Regions from separate parts of the Danio rerio genome. Here all the other regions are linked to region 2. A link is a contact called in public HiCAR-type and HiChIP or PLAC-seq data. All regions are on one chromosome and are shown on one strand. Each heading gives the region's core, a stretch centred on a gene start, on an enhancer-like site or on the middle of the called end of the contact. The rest is flanking DNA. Distances are from core to core; before and after follow the strand shown. Region 1 holds the start of gng3 (guanine nucleotide binding protein (G protein), gamma 3). Region 2 holds the start of fkbp2 (FKBP prolyl isomerase 2). Region 3 holds the start of pcxa (pyruvate carboxylase a). Region 4 holds the start of banf1 (barrier to autointegration nuclear assembly factor 1).

The links. HiCAR-type assays count read pairs that join an accessible place to other places. HiChIP or PLAC-seq counts read pairs in DNA pulled down with a chosen protein or histone mark.
Region 1: a HiCAR-type map of caudal fin shows a contact between it and region 2, with 5 times the contacts expected there. The contact joins the promoter of gng3 here to the promoter of fkbp2 in region 2.
Region 3: an H3K4me3 HiChIP or PLAC-seq map of gastrula embryo shows a contact between it and region 2, with 4 times the contacts expected there. The contact joins the promoter of pcxa here to the promoter of fkbp2 in region 2. A contact is called at or near these places in 3 of 4 datasets of contacts at active chromatin or transcription factors (caudal fin, embryo and gastrula embryo).
Region 4: a HiCAR-type map of caudal fin shows a contact between it and region 2, with 3 times the contacts expected there. The contact joins the promoter of banf1 here to the promoter of fkbp2 in region 2. A contact is called at or near these places in 3 of 18 Hi-C or Micro-C datasets (caudal fin, embryo and hematopoietic stem cells) and 1 of 4 datasets of contacts at active chromatin or transcription factors (caudal fin).

Annotation. Positions count from the first base shown.
Region 1 is chr21:29,770,291-29,773,301 of GRCz12tu, forward strand. gng3 (guanine nucleotide binding protein (G protein), gamma 3) reads left to right here and starts at 1,418. Exons shown (of 3, transcript NM_131841.2): 1 at 1,418-1,497.
Region 2 is chr21:30,060,774-30,063,531 of GRCz12tu, forward strand. fkbp2 (FKBP prolyl isomerase 2) reads left to right here and starts at 1,413. Exons shown (of 6, transcript NM_001004677.2): 1 at 1,413-1,510; 2 at 1,914-2,076; 3 at 2,160-2,272. The coding sequence starts at 1,918.
Region 3 is chr21:29,804,462-29,807,222 of GRCz12tu, forward strand. pcxa (pyruvate carboxylase a) reads left to right here and starts at 1,483. Exons shown (of 21, transcript NM_001328356.1): 1 at 1,483-1,788. calm3b (calmodulin 3b (phosphorylase kinase, delta)) reads left to right here. Exons shown (of 6, transcript NM_199570.1): 6 at 1-211.
Region 4 is chr21:29,787,788-29,790,915 of GRCz12tu, forward strand. banf1 (barrier to autointegration nuclear assembly factor 1) reads right to left here and starts at 1,507. Exons shown (of 3, transcript NM_205562.1): 1 at 1,444-1,507; 2 at 444-622. The coding sequence starts at 569.

The DNA of each region.
Region 1 (3,011 bases), core at 168-2,667, 290 kb before region 2:
TGTTACCAAGATTTTTGTTTGTTTGTTTTACAAGTAACTGAACTCTTTTAACTGAACTCTTTGTTCAGATTAGTCATAAGACCTGTTAATAGTAATAATTACAAAAGATTCTAATAAATAAGTGCTAGTACCCAATAAATAAGAAATCAATTCAAGTATGAGTGTCCATAAAATAGATGGGCTATACCAAAACAATTAGTTAAAAGTTTATAGCGACTAGTATCCCTGCTGAAAAACCCAGCTTAAACCAGCCTAGGATGGTTGGCTGGTTTTAGCTGGTCGACCAGCCTGGTTTCAGAGGGGTTTTGGCCACTTTTAGGCTGGTTTCCAGCCATTTCCAGCCTGGTCTTAGCTTGTCAGACTGGAAAGTAACCAGCTAAAACCATCTAAAACCAGCTTGACCATCCTGGCTTAAGCTGGACTTAGCTGGTTTGGGCTGGGCTCCAAGCCTGGCTAGGCTGGTCAAGCTGGTTTTAGGTGGTCATCTCCCAGCCTGTTCAGTTAAAACCAAGCTGGAAATGGCTGGAAACCAGCCTGGAAGTGGCCAAAACCCCTCTAAAACCAAACTGGTCGACCAGCTAAAACCAGCCAACCATCCTAGGCTGGTTTAAGCTGGAATGTTCAGCAGGAAAGCCACTATTAAAATTACAGCAAGTATCTAATTAATAAGAACTGTACTAGTGTCTATTAACTACCAGTATCTAATGAATAAGTAGCACTTAATAAGGAAAAGTATTTAACAAAAAAGCAGCAATACCTAAAGAATAAGCACTAGAGGCTAAGATTTTTTGTTTTTTGTTTAGAAAAGATATTTTAATAAATAAATAAATAAATAAGCATTGGTTTATCATGAAGACATATATTAGTGTGTTTCATAGACTGAATGTTCATTCGGTCTGCCATAGTGGGGTATAAGATCTTCACCAAAGTGGGAGAGACCACTGAGTCAAAATGGAGCATCAGTGCAAGACAAAGAGGCTGAGACTGCAGCAGTTCCCATGGTAACAGACCAGAGAGGGAAGGCTCACTTATTCAGGAGCTTCAGCAGCATCACCACCAACAAACAAAATACATGTTCACTCCTATCAAATTTATTCTTTTAATTCTTGACAATCTGAACACATCTTGTGAGATTTTAGCTCTTAAAACGCTGGCTTTCTTCAATACATTTCCCTCCCCATTCGTCCCCCCTCTCCCGTCATAAACATGGTATGATCCACCGCGCAGAATAAATCAATTCCATTAGCGGCCCCTCCCCCCTCTCGGCACATTCCACTGTCTGCACAGGGGGGATTTGTGTGCACCGAGAGACTGGTGTTCATTGTAGCAGAATTGCAGTGCACTGGACTGTACAGAACTGGGTAGCATCCACACTGTGTATGAGGGTGCGGTCCGGCTACACTGAAAGCAACAACACAGACAGATAGAGAGAGAGAGAGAGAAGGGATAAGAAAGAAGAGGAGGGAGAGATATCACCACAAGTGGAATACAGCAAGGGTAAGAAATGGGATAAAAAGGATTTTAAAAGGGCCGGAATCATAAAACAGACGAATACAGCTCTCTGGGCTTTTTAAAAATGCTTCTTGCTCTCCATTTTCCCTTAATTCATCTTGATGTTCATTTATTTGAAATGTATTGCTTTAATATTAAGATGATCAGTTTATTTGATTGCAGCTGTATTAATATTCATGTTCTTATTTAAGGATGTAGTCCTATTGATGATTATGGAGATCTGTGAAGCTGTGATTGTCATTTGTGTATCTGGCCTAGTTTTTTTTCTCTCTCTTTTTTGCTGGCTGCAACACGTGATTTTCATGTCTATATATGCCTAAATGTTGACATTAATAGAGATAATATTTAAAAATTAATTATTTTTTCATTCAGATATTGTGGTATATTCTGTGTAGTGCTGATTAGATCCTAGCAAACATATTTTCTATAATGAAAATGGGGCCGGCATGCTCCAATACTTTGCTGAAATCTTATCCAGATTCATTAATGCTGCTAATATTTGTTGTATATTGATATTCGTATGATTACGAATGATTCCAAATCTATATATGCGATGGTTTCTGACGATCTTCATCTGGAAATGAAGGGTTTCAGCAAGGTGAAATGCGTTACTATCAGATCATTGCGATCTAAGTTGAGGTTTTGGTTTTCTAGGGCAGCAGCTTTTAGCAAATCTGTAGTAAATGATACCAAGAAGGAGGAAAGACAGGAAGTAAAGCAGAGGGGTTGAGAGTCCTGAACCACAGGATGATGCTTCCATTAGAGACTGTGTGCATTATAAACAGAATCAGGAGCACTTTACAGATGCTTTGTCTGCATTAGTTAACGTAAACTTAATTATTTATTGAGGTTTGTTCACAATATAGATGATGATTGGTAGGGTATAGTCATAACCATAAAGATCTAGTTTTTAAAATCATTCTTGTTTTGGAATAGCACATCACAGCTATTACAATAATCAGCTACTTCCATATGAAAGGCAGTCTGGGCAAAAGATTAAGAGATAAAAAACGCACATGCACAGTTTGTTTAATCTAAAGTGCCAATTTTTAATTTCTTTAGTAGTTGGGTACAGTTTGACCATGTTAACGAGGCCATTTTTACAGAAGGGGATGTACATTAATGCTCTTCAATGATTAATCGTGATTATCGCATACAAAATAAAAGTTTGCATTCATATAATAATTTTGTGTGTACTGTGTGGGACTGCACGATATTGGAAAAATCTGACATTGCAATATTTTATTTTTCTGCTATATATATTGCGATGATGGTTTGAGTAGCTCTTTTTGGAATTAAATCTTTAATTTAGATTGATCAGGATAATTTTGTAGCAGAGTGAATCAAACTTAAAAACTCAAGCATAAACAAGGTAGAGCAAAGATAAAAAAATTAATAATAAGCAGTGCTTTTTGGGTTTCTGGAAGGTCAAACAGTAGTCAGATATTCAGGTGGAGTAATTGAATATTCAAATGTAATGCAAAATAACACTGTTCAAT
Region 2 (2,758 bases), core at 163-2,662:
TATGCGAGTTTTCAGTTTACAACATACTTTGTAGAAATTGAACTGCACAATCCAAAAGAAATAATGCTAATCAAAAGGATAAGAGTTGGCTCACTATAGAACAAAAATGATTGATTTTTTTCTATTTTACATTTTTACATTTTTTGAAAAAGCCTCTTTATGGATGTGACATCTCTCTGTTATGGATGTGACAGATGTGAATTTGGCAATTGTGTGACTTTGGTAAATCAAATATAATTGTTTGAGAATATTGACTGAGACATTTTTGAGTGTACTGTAAAATACAAGCCTAAGCAAACAGTGGAAAGGGTATTAAACATTTTTTTCTCATGGGAACTTTGACATTTGCATAAATTGCTCATAAGCTGAAAACATGGCACTTATATATCAAGTTATATATACTTATAAGTACTTATATATACTTAATTTTACATTTTAAAAGAACATCATCAGTAGTTTACAGTATAAGACAAAAAAGTGCTATGCTTAAACATAAATACATCTGATCCGTTTTCAAAACTATTTTTCACATGGTATTATAAAACGTGACTTGGTTTAGTTTTTTGGTTTGTTTTTGTATTTAGCATGCAATTTGTGGTTGTGTGAATTAGTGAACCTTTATACAAACTTTTAAAAAATAGTTTTTATGTTTTGTCATATTTAATGCATCAGGTATTTATGACAATTTTGGTGATATAATAATGAGATAACAACAAGGGAAGGAAAATGTATTTATATGTACAAATTTACACAAATTATGCAATATCCAATTATACTGGCTAATTTGTCGTATTGGCTGTTATCGCATAATACTATAATATATGTCACAATATAATAATAGTTAGGAAAATGATATCTACATACCCAGTATTGTGACAATACCTCTGTATTTTTCACTGTGGAAGTGAAAACATAAGGCTATACAGTAATGTAATACAATAAGTTACATTGACGACTGAGTTATAAATTATGAATGATGTAAAAGAAAGCGTTTCTCAAAGAGTTTTTCCTTTGTAAAACAAGATAATTCTATCAGTTTTATCTAACATTGTATAAGAATAGTCTGGCTCTGATTGTTGATGAAGACTGGACACAAAAAATCACTTGCCTTAATGTTTGGCCTCAGTTTAGCTGTTGAACGACAAAAATAAGTCAGACATTCGTGAGTATATGGCGCCCTCGTGTGTCTCTGTTTTAGATCAGTGGTGCTGTAGCACCAAACAAAATAAAAGTCACAATCTACCACGCCAGTATTTACTCAAAGCTATAATAATATAATATGACAGCTTTTCCTATGAGTGTAGATTTGTTCATTATTATATACTTATTCGAGATTTACATGTTTCAAAATACATGTAGTTTTTTTTATTTAATTTTATAATCAACTTAAACATTGACTGAAATTTTGAAACCTAGTAGGAAGGCAGGCCTGCTGCTGACGTGACGTCACTTCCTAATGACCGAATCATTCTGAGATTCAGGAGGAACAAGAATATTATTCTTAAAACAGGTAACTGCATTTTAATCTCTCTGTTATTCGCTGCAATAGATAAATATTCCATGTAATTTTAAAATGCGACCGAATCATCAAAACACTGCTGTAATGTTAAGCGAAAAATCCCAATCAGCATGCTTGAATACAAAACCAAAGCCTTCATCCAATTAACTTCCTCTTAAATAAATCCAACACACCACAAAACTGAATAATAATGGACGCGTTTTGCTACTTAAAATGCACCTTATAGAATCACTTATGCTAATGAATTGTCATGTTGCTGATAATATAACCATTTACTATATTAATTTAAATGATAACGTGTACTTATGTGTAGAGACCCTGCGCATGCGTAGAAATCTACGTTATTTAGTAGCTTTCCACGACTAATTTCTGCCATTTCTGTTTGTTTTAACAGCGCCATGAGGCTGAATTTGCTATTAGCGGTCACTCTGGTGTCCATCCCCATGGCACTTGTGCAGGGAGCCGAAAAGAAGAAGCTACAGATTGGAATCAAGAAAAGAGTGGACAACTGCCCCATTAAGTCTCGAAAGGGAGACGTGTTGAACATGCACTACACTGTATGTGTTTGACTGCTCTCACCAAAGTATTATTCATGCCAGAAATGTCTTGTGTTACCTTTTTGTTTTGTTTTTATCTGCAGGGTAAACTGGAGGATGGGACAGAGTTTGACAGCAGTATACCGAGGAATCAGCCGTTCACCTTCACTCTTGGCACAGGACAAGTCATCAAGGGCTGGGATCAGGGTTTGTTGGGGTGAGCAGCGGCATTACTGCATTCACACATAAGCTCAGATTATTTTTCACATGTTAGTCTGAATTAGGATTTAAAGAGATGAACCCTACACTAAGAAGAGGAATTAGCAGATTAGATTTAAGATGGTGTGCAGATATATTAGCATTCATTGATGGTCTGCAAACAGGGTGTGAATTATACATTGACGATCGGGGGGGCCTCAGTGAACCCAATTTATATATTTAATTGAATTACATCTAATTTATTAATCAAACTTGTTATTATGTTTTCAGTGCTTTAAGGGATATTTATTGGTTCTCTGTGACATTTGTGATTTTAAATTAATGGTGACAGGCTTTCCTGCAGCAAGTGGATGACCGTGGGAGACTGCACATATATTTTATTTTACTGTTTAAATTCCATGTGCGAGGCAGTGTGTAATAAAATACAACATATGCATCTAGTTTTACAGATGCCTACAAGCGCCTTATTTAAAGCAACATGTTT
Region 3 (2,761 bases), core at 233-2,732, 260 kb before region 2:
CTTCTGCCCCAGTTTTAATTTATTCTGCTGTTGTTGTTTTTTATTACCTTTATATGTTCTTTTTTTCTGAGAAGTTTACTGTCTGGTTCTTTTTTTTCCTCTCTCTTCCTCTGCCCATACGGTAATATAGTTAAAAAATGAAATGTTATGCATTCCATTGCAGAACTCTGGTTTTCTTGCTAAATAAACGTCTTGGACCTCTGTTTCTAAATTACCTCTTTTTGTTCATAACACTGTTGCCTATATAACTGTAAACCTGCATGGGCTTATTAAACAATAGTGTAAGAGAGACAGAAAAGTGCTTTTAATGCAAATCTATTGTGTTTATTGTCATTTGTTTACACAAATCTACATTCAGTTTTTTGAATTTCTGAATGGCATGAAAAGAAAGGATTCACCACTTGGATTATTTGCAATTCTTTTAAATGAACTTCACACACTTCATTGCAATTCAGTACGACCATGTTGGAAACTAATCAGAAATCAGTTTATTCTTGTACAAACATTTGGTACTGTGCTCATTTTTTTGGGAAACTCATACAAGACATTTAATTAGGATTTTTAAAATTTTAGAGAACAGTTTTGAGTACATATTGTGGGAAAAAGAATTAAATATAAAAGTATTACATTTCTATGAACTTACAATTATTTAATTTTAACTTAACTTTGAAAAGAGACCAAAAATAATTGCTTAAAAGCATTCAATTAAGCTCAAAAAGTACTTAACGTCATAATATAAATTTTGCTCTATATGATTAGATAGGTAACACTTTACAATAAGGTTCCTTAGTTAATGCATTTACTAACATGAACTAATCATGAACAACACATGTACAGCATTTATTAATCATAATTAAACATTTACTAATGCATTATTAACATCCAAGTCCGTGCTTGTTAACATTAGTTAACGCACCATGAGTTAACATGAACTAACAATGAACTACTGTATTTTCATTAACTAACGTTAACTAACATGAATAAATACAGTAGTAGATGTATTGTTCATTGTTTGTTCACCTTAGTAAATGCATTAATTAACATTAACTAATGAACCTTATTGTAAAGTGTGACCATTAGATAAAACGAAATAAAATGTGTTATTTTAAGTAAAATGTAGATAAAATGTATTTTTGCCACATGAACCACATTAAAAGGTTAATGTTACACGTTGCAAACCAAAAACAAATTTAAAAGAAAATTAAATTTGAGAGGTGTAAACTTAAAAACGTGTGCTGTTATTTATATCATGCATTTGTAGTGTTTTCCTCGTCTAGAAACTACAACTCCCAAGTTTCCTCAAACGTCCAATAGCAGTACCTATACAAAGCTCTTGATGACTGACGTGACGCAGAGCGAATAAGGCACTGCCTATTTCATCCCCAACCAATCATATAAATGACAAGTGAGTGGTGGGCGGGAAAGGCAGATTCGCAAAACACACCAATAGTTTGGCAGCATACAGATGGGTGGATTATTGATTCTAGAAAACATTTGCAACGGGCCAAATACTAAATAGTGTGATGAAGTGATTTAGGCAGAACAAGCCAACTCAGACGACCTGAACGCGACATTGGTAATAATTTAGGAAATCTGCACCATTCGGCTGCGACAGACATACTGACAGGAGATGTAAATGAGCGAATTCGGGCCAGGCGCATAGTTACTTCACTAAGCATCCACGCTAGTTGCGTACACTCGATATTCACCGACTTTACGCACAGGGGTTTGTACGTCTTCACGCTCCTTCTGGAGGAACTTGAGCTGCTGTGAGACAAGAAAAAGAAGGTAAGGCTGCATTCGCACATGATATGTGTTCATAATATTAAATGACAGTCGTTTTTTTTGTCTTAAACCACGTTATATCTCATGCACGGTGTGGATATGATGCTTATGAACACAAGCTGCAGGATGTAACTCGCTCACAACTACGTTGCTTTTTCCCCAATGAACAAACAGTCGTGGCTTCTGCAGTAAACATTTATGAAACGGGTTAGATTAGTTTGTTTTTGAAGACGTGCAGCATGCGACCAAAGTGCGCTGGACTCTCGTGCTTTCCTCTGTTTGCCAAGCCATGTGCCAAATGAATGAAGCAAACTGGACAAGCTGATCGGCTTGCCTCACATGATTGCCCTATAAACTATTTACTGCTACATAACTAAACAAACTCTTCGTGGCTTCACGCACGTTTGAAGAGTGCAGAATAGTTGACACTAACCACAGGAAAGAGCTCTTCATTGCGCAGCAAGTTGAGGTTCTCTTTCGGGTTGGCAGCTGTCCTCCGCAATTCAGCATTCATCTGTTCAGTCCGAGCATGACAGTAGAGTCTGAAGTGTCTGTGATCTCCAAAATCTTTCTTTAAATAGAACCGTTCACTTTTACTTTAAGACATTATGTGTTCTGCTTAATCAGGAAGTTGTCTAGTCACAGTTCAATAATGAACCCAGTGTTTTTGCTTGTATAGTATACAAAACTTTTTAATTCGAATAGTGCTTTTTTTATATGGGTTGACATGTGTCAGGAAAGTTGGTATGTCACTAAATAGAATTTTGTTTTCTTTTTGGTTCTTATCGGTTAAACTTTTATTTTAGCATTTTAATAAATATTATAGAAACGTGTATATTTTGAGTTTAGAGTTGACCCCCATCTCTAATCAAACACTTGCACAAATATAACCTATAGCCAGTGGTGGAAAGAGTACTGAAAAATCATACTCGTGTAAAAGTACCATTACTTGCCCAAAAATTATAGTTCCATAATG
Region 4 (3,128 bases), core at 257-2,756, 270 kb before region 2:
AAAAACAATTTTATACAAATTTTAGCAAGTAAACACCCTTAATGTGTTAATCCCTTTTCATGGTGATGTTTAGTTTCAGTTTCATTCAGGAAAACTCCGAAGATAAATAAACTACATCTCTGAACAATAATAATAAATCTGTATAAAATGCTGTGCTTCCCACCTCTTTTATTCAGCCACAATGACTTCTGGGACTTCGAGTGAGTTTTGTGCTCAAGTACGCATCAATCCATCCTCAAAATCAAGAACGCATCTGGGAACTTTCACGCGTCCTCCGTTATTGCGATCTTAAGTTGTAGCACTGAACTTTGTCAGTTAAAGATGACGTTACGCAAGATTGCTGAAGAAGGCATATTGAGAAACAGCCATATTGTGTTTTCTTAACTTGAAGCATGTTTGAGCTGTCAGAAAGTGTACGCATGAAACATTCTGATAGATTTTACCTTGTCAAAGCCCTTCTCTTCCAATCTCTTTCCAAGAACTTCACCGATTCCTGCGAGTGCCATCACTGACTTCTCGCCCATGGGCTCTGCCACAAAGTCCTTGTGTTTCTGTGATGTCGACGACATTGTTGATTCAGATTAGAGAGGGCTGAGGGACTCAAGATGACTTTCTTCAATGACTTAAAAAAGAGAGAAAATAAATATAAGTTGGATATGAATTAATACAACCTAAAATTATACATATAAATAAAAAGAAATCTATTAAGTCCAAACTTTGTTACTTTTTGTAAAAACGTTCAATGTGAACATTACCTGAACTGTACATTATACAGATTGCAAACTTTATTAGAAAGGCTGTTTCGGTAATGAGGTGTTTATGCATAATTTGTAAAATGAATGTGAAAGTGAAAATGTTTTCATTTTTCTTGAAACCCATTTGGAGATGTTGTTGTAAAATAGGTAATATGATTGCAACGTTGGTTTTGGAGACTTTCTGTCAGTGAATGGACACGTCTTCTTTCAGAATGATTTAATCAACTGGACATATTAATTATTAACGTTTTTTTTGTCATTTCCTTCAAATATTGTGAAGCTTAAAATACTTTAGTTGTAAATGAGTGAGTTTGGCCTATGTTTAACCCCATGTTTACAGCCGTGTGCAAGAAGGACCGTGTTTAGAAACGCTGCCGGACACTCAATATTGAAAGTGAAGGTAAGTTTCTGGACTAATGTGGAAATGAAAGTGAAATTTGTGATGTTCACAAACCACAAAATCGGCAAAGACGTCTGATTAATAAACTTCTTTTAAAAATAATCAATTTGCGCGCGAAAGTGAAGTTTTCCTCATTTCCACGAGTTTCTGAGGTCCCGCCTCATTTCTTCGCGTTCAGCGCTACACAACGACACGTTCCTCATTCAACAATGACAAACAACATAAATGACAACAATATAAACACTACTCCTATACACACACAATGATGTACCATCACACCTACCATACCTAGACAGTATCATGGAGAAATTTCAATCCTCATCCACACAGACACCGTGCCGTTCACAGTCTGAGTGCGCCCAAAATAACTCACACAGAGCGGCGCTTCCTGATCCCGCCTTTAGACAGAACACCACCACTTCCGCCACAATCATGGCGCTCTTCACAGAGCTGCTGGCCCCTGCTGGATTCAGCTGCTTGGTGAGTTTTATTATGTGTCATAACAGAGTTAATATACAGAATAAGAGAATAATAATTACAGATTTTCTCAATTGCTTTGGCACATTTTTTTCGAAACAGTCTTAACACTTTCTAAACTCTGAGTGTCAGAACATCCAAACAAATGTCAAAACAGTTTGATGTAACTTAAGAACTTTATTGCATGTATTGAAAAATTTCTCAAAACATTTATTTAATACTTATATATTGTATATGCATATAGACTCTCAATATATAGGCTAGGCTAGATGCTCAAATACAGTGGTACATAATGCCACATACACATTATTTTTCTTGACTCTTTTCTTGACTCATTATTTAAAAGATTATGCATTTATAATAGGGCTATAATCCAAGGCAAACCCAGGTCGACCCCAGATGGGCAAACCCAGGTGGACAATACCAGGTGGGCCCTACATGGGCATTCTTGGTGGACATCCTGTCGCATCGTGTCGCTCTTGGTTCATTCTGCTTTGGTGACCCCAGATGAATAAAGGGACTAAGCCGAAAAGAAAATGAATGAATGAACCTACACCGCGTGTTTTTGGACTGTGGGAAAACCGGAGCACCTGCAGGAAACCCATGCGAACATGGGGAGAACATGCAAACTCTATGTGGAGTGAAAATCTAATAATGATCATGAAGAACATTTATTTAGAATCATGAAGCAATGACTAACTCTCCCTTTCAGAGCTTCAGTCCAAGAACTGATGGTATGACACTGAATGCCCAGCCGGGACTCGAACTAGCAACCTTTTTGCTGTGAGCCAACAGTACTAACCACTGAGCCACCGTGTCGTCCCCCATTACAGATGTTTATTTCACAAATCTTACAGTTCAAGACAATCAATTTTTTAAGTTGCTAAATTCATTATTTTACATTTTTAAATATTTTTGCTAACCACAAAACTTCAAGCAACCTTTTAAATTAATAACGTAAATATTTTTTTAATCCTGTATCTCTATTTTTATTTAATAATTCTGTTTAGTTGGTTTAAAGCAGAGCTCTCCAAACGTTTTCAAATAAAGGGCCAAAATTCATGCTTGATTGAGAGCTGTGGGCCGAAAGTAAAAAGAGCAAACTGTATTACATTAAAGTTATCATGAGTAGTTCCTCATTTATTTCATTTAATATGACAAAAAAATAAATAAAAAAATTACTTCAACCATATTCACTAATACTTATTTTTTTGAAAATGTATAATAATTCAACAAACTTATTAAAATAAAACCATAAAAAATTAAATTTTCAATGCCAAATAGACAAGTCATGCTGAACCTGCCTTTGCCTTGATCTGCGTGCTGATTTCTTCTGATGTGTCCCCTATTCGTTAAGTGACAGTATGTACATTTTTAAAATAAATCTGATTAATTAACATTTATTTGAAACATTTAATTTCAGGTTGCTTTTTGTAGGTCACGAATAAAACAAACAAACAAAAAGTTACATTAATGGAAAATCTCTGTTAAAGACA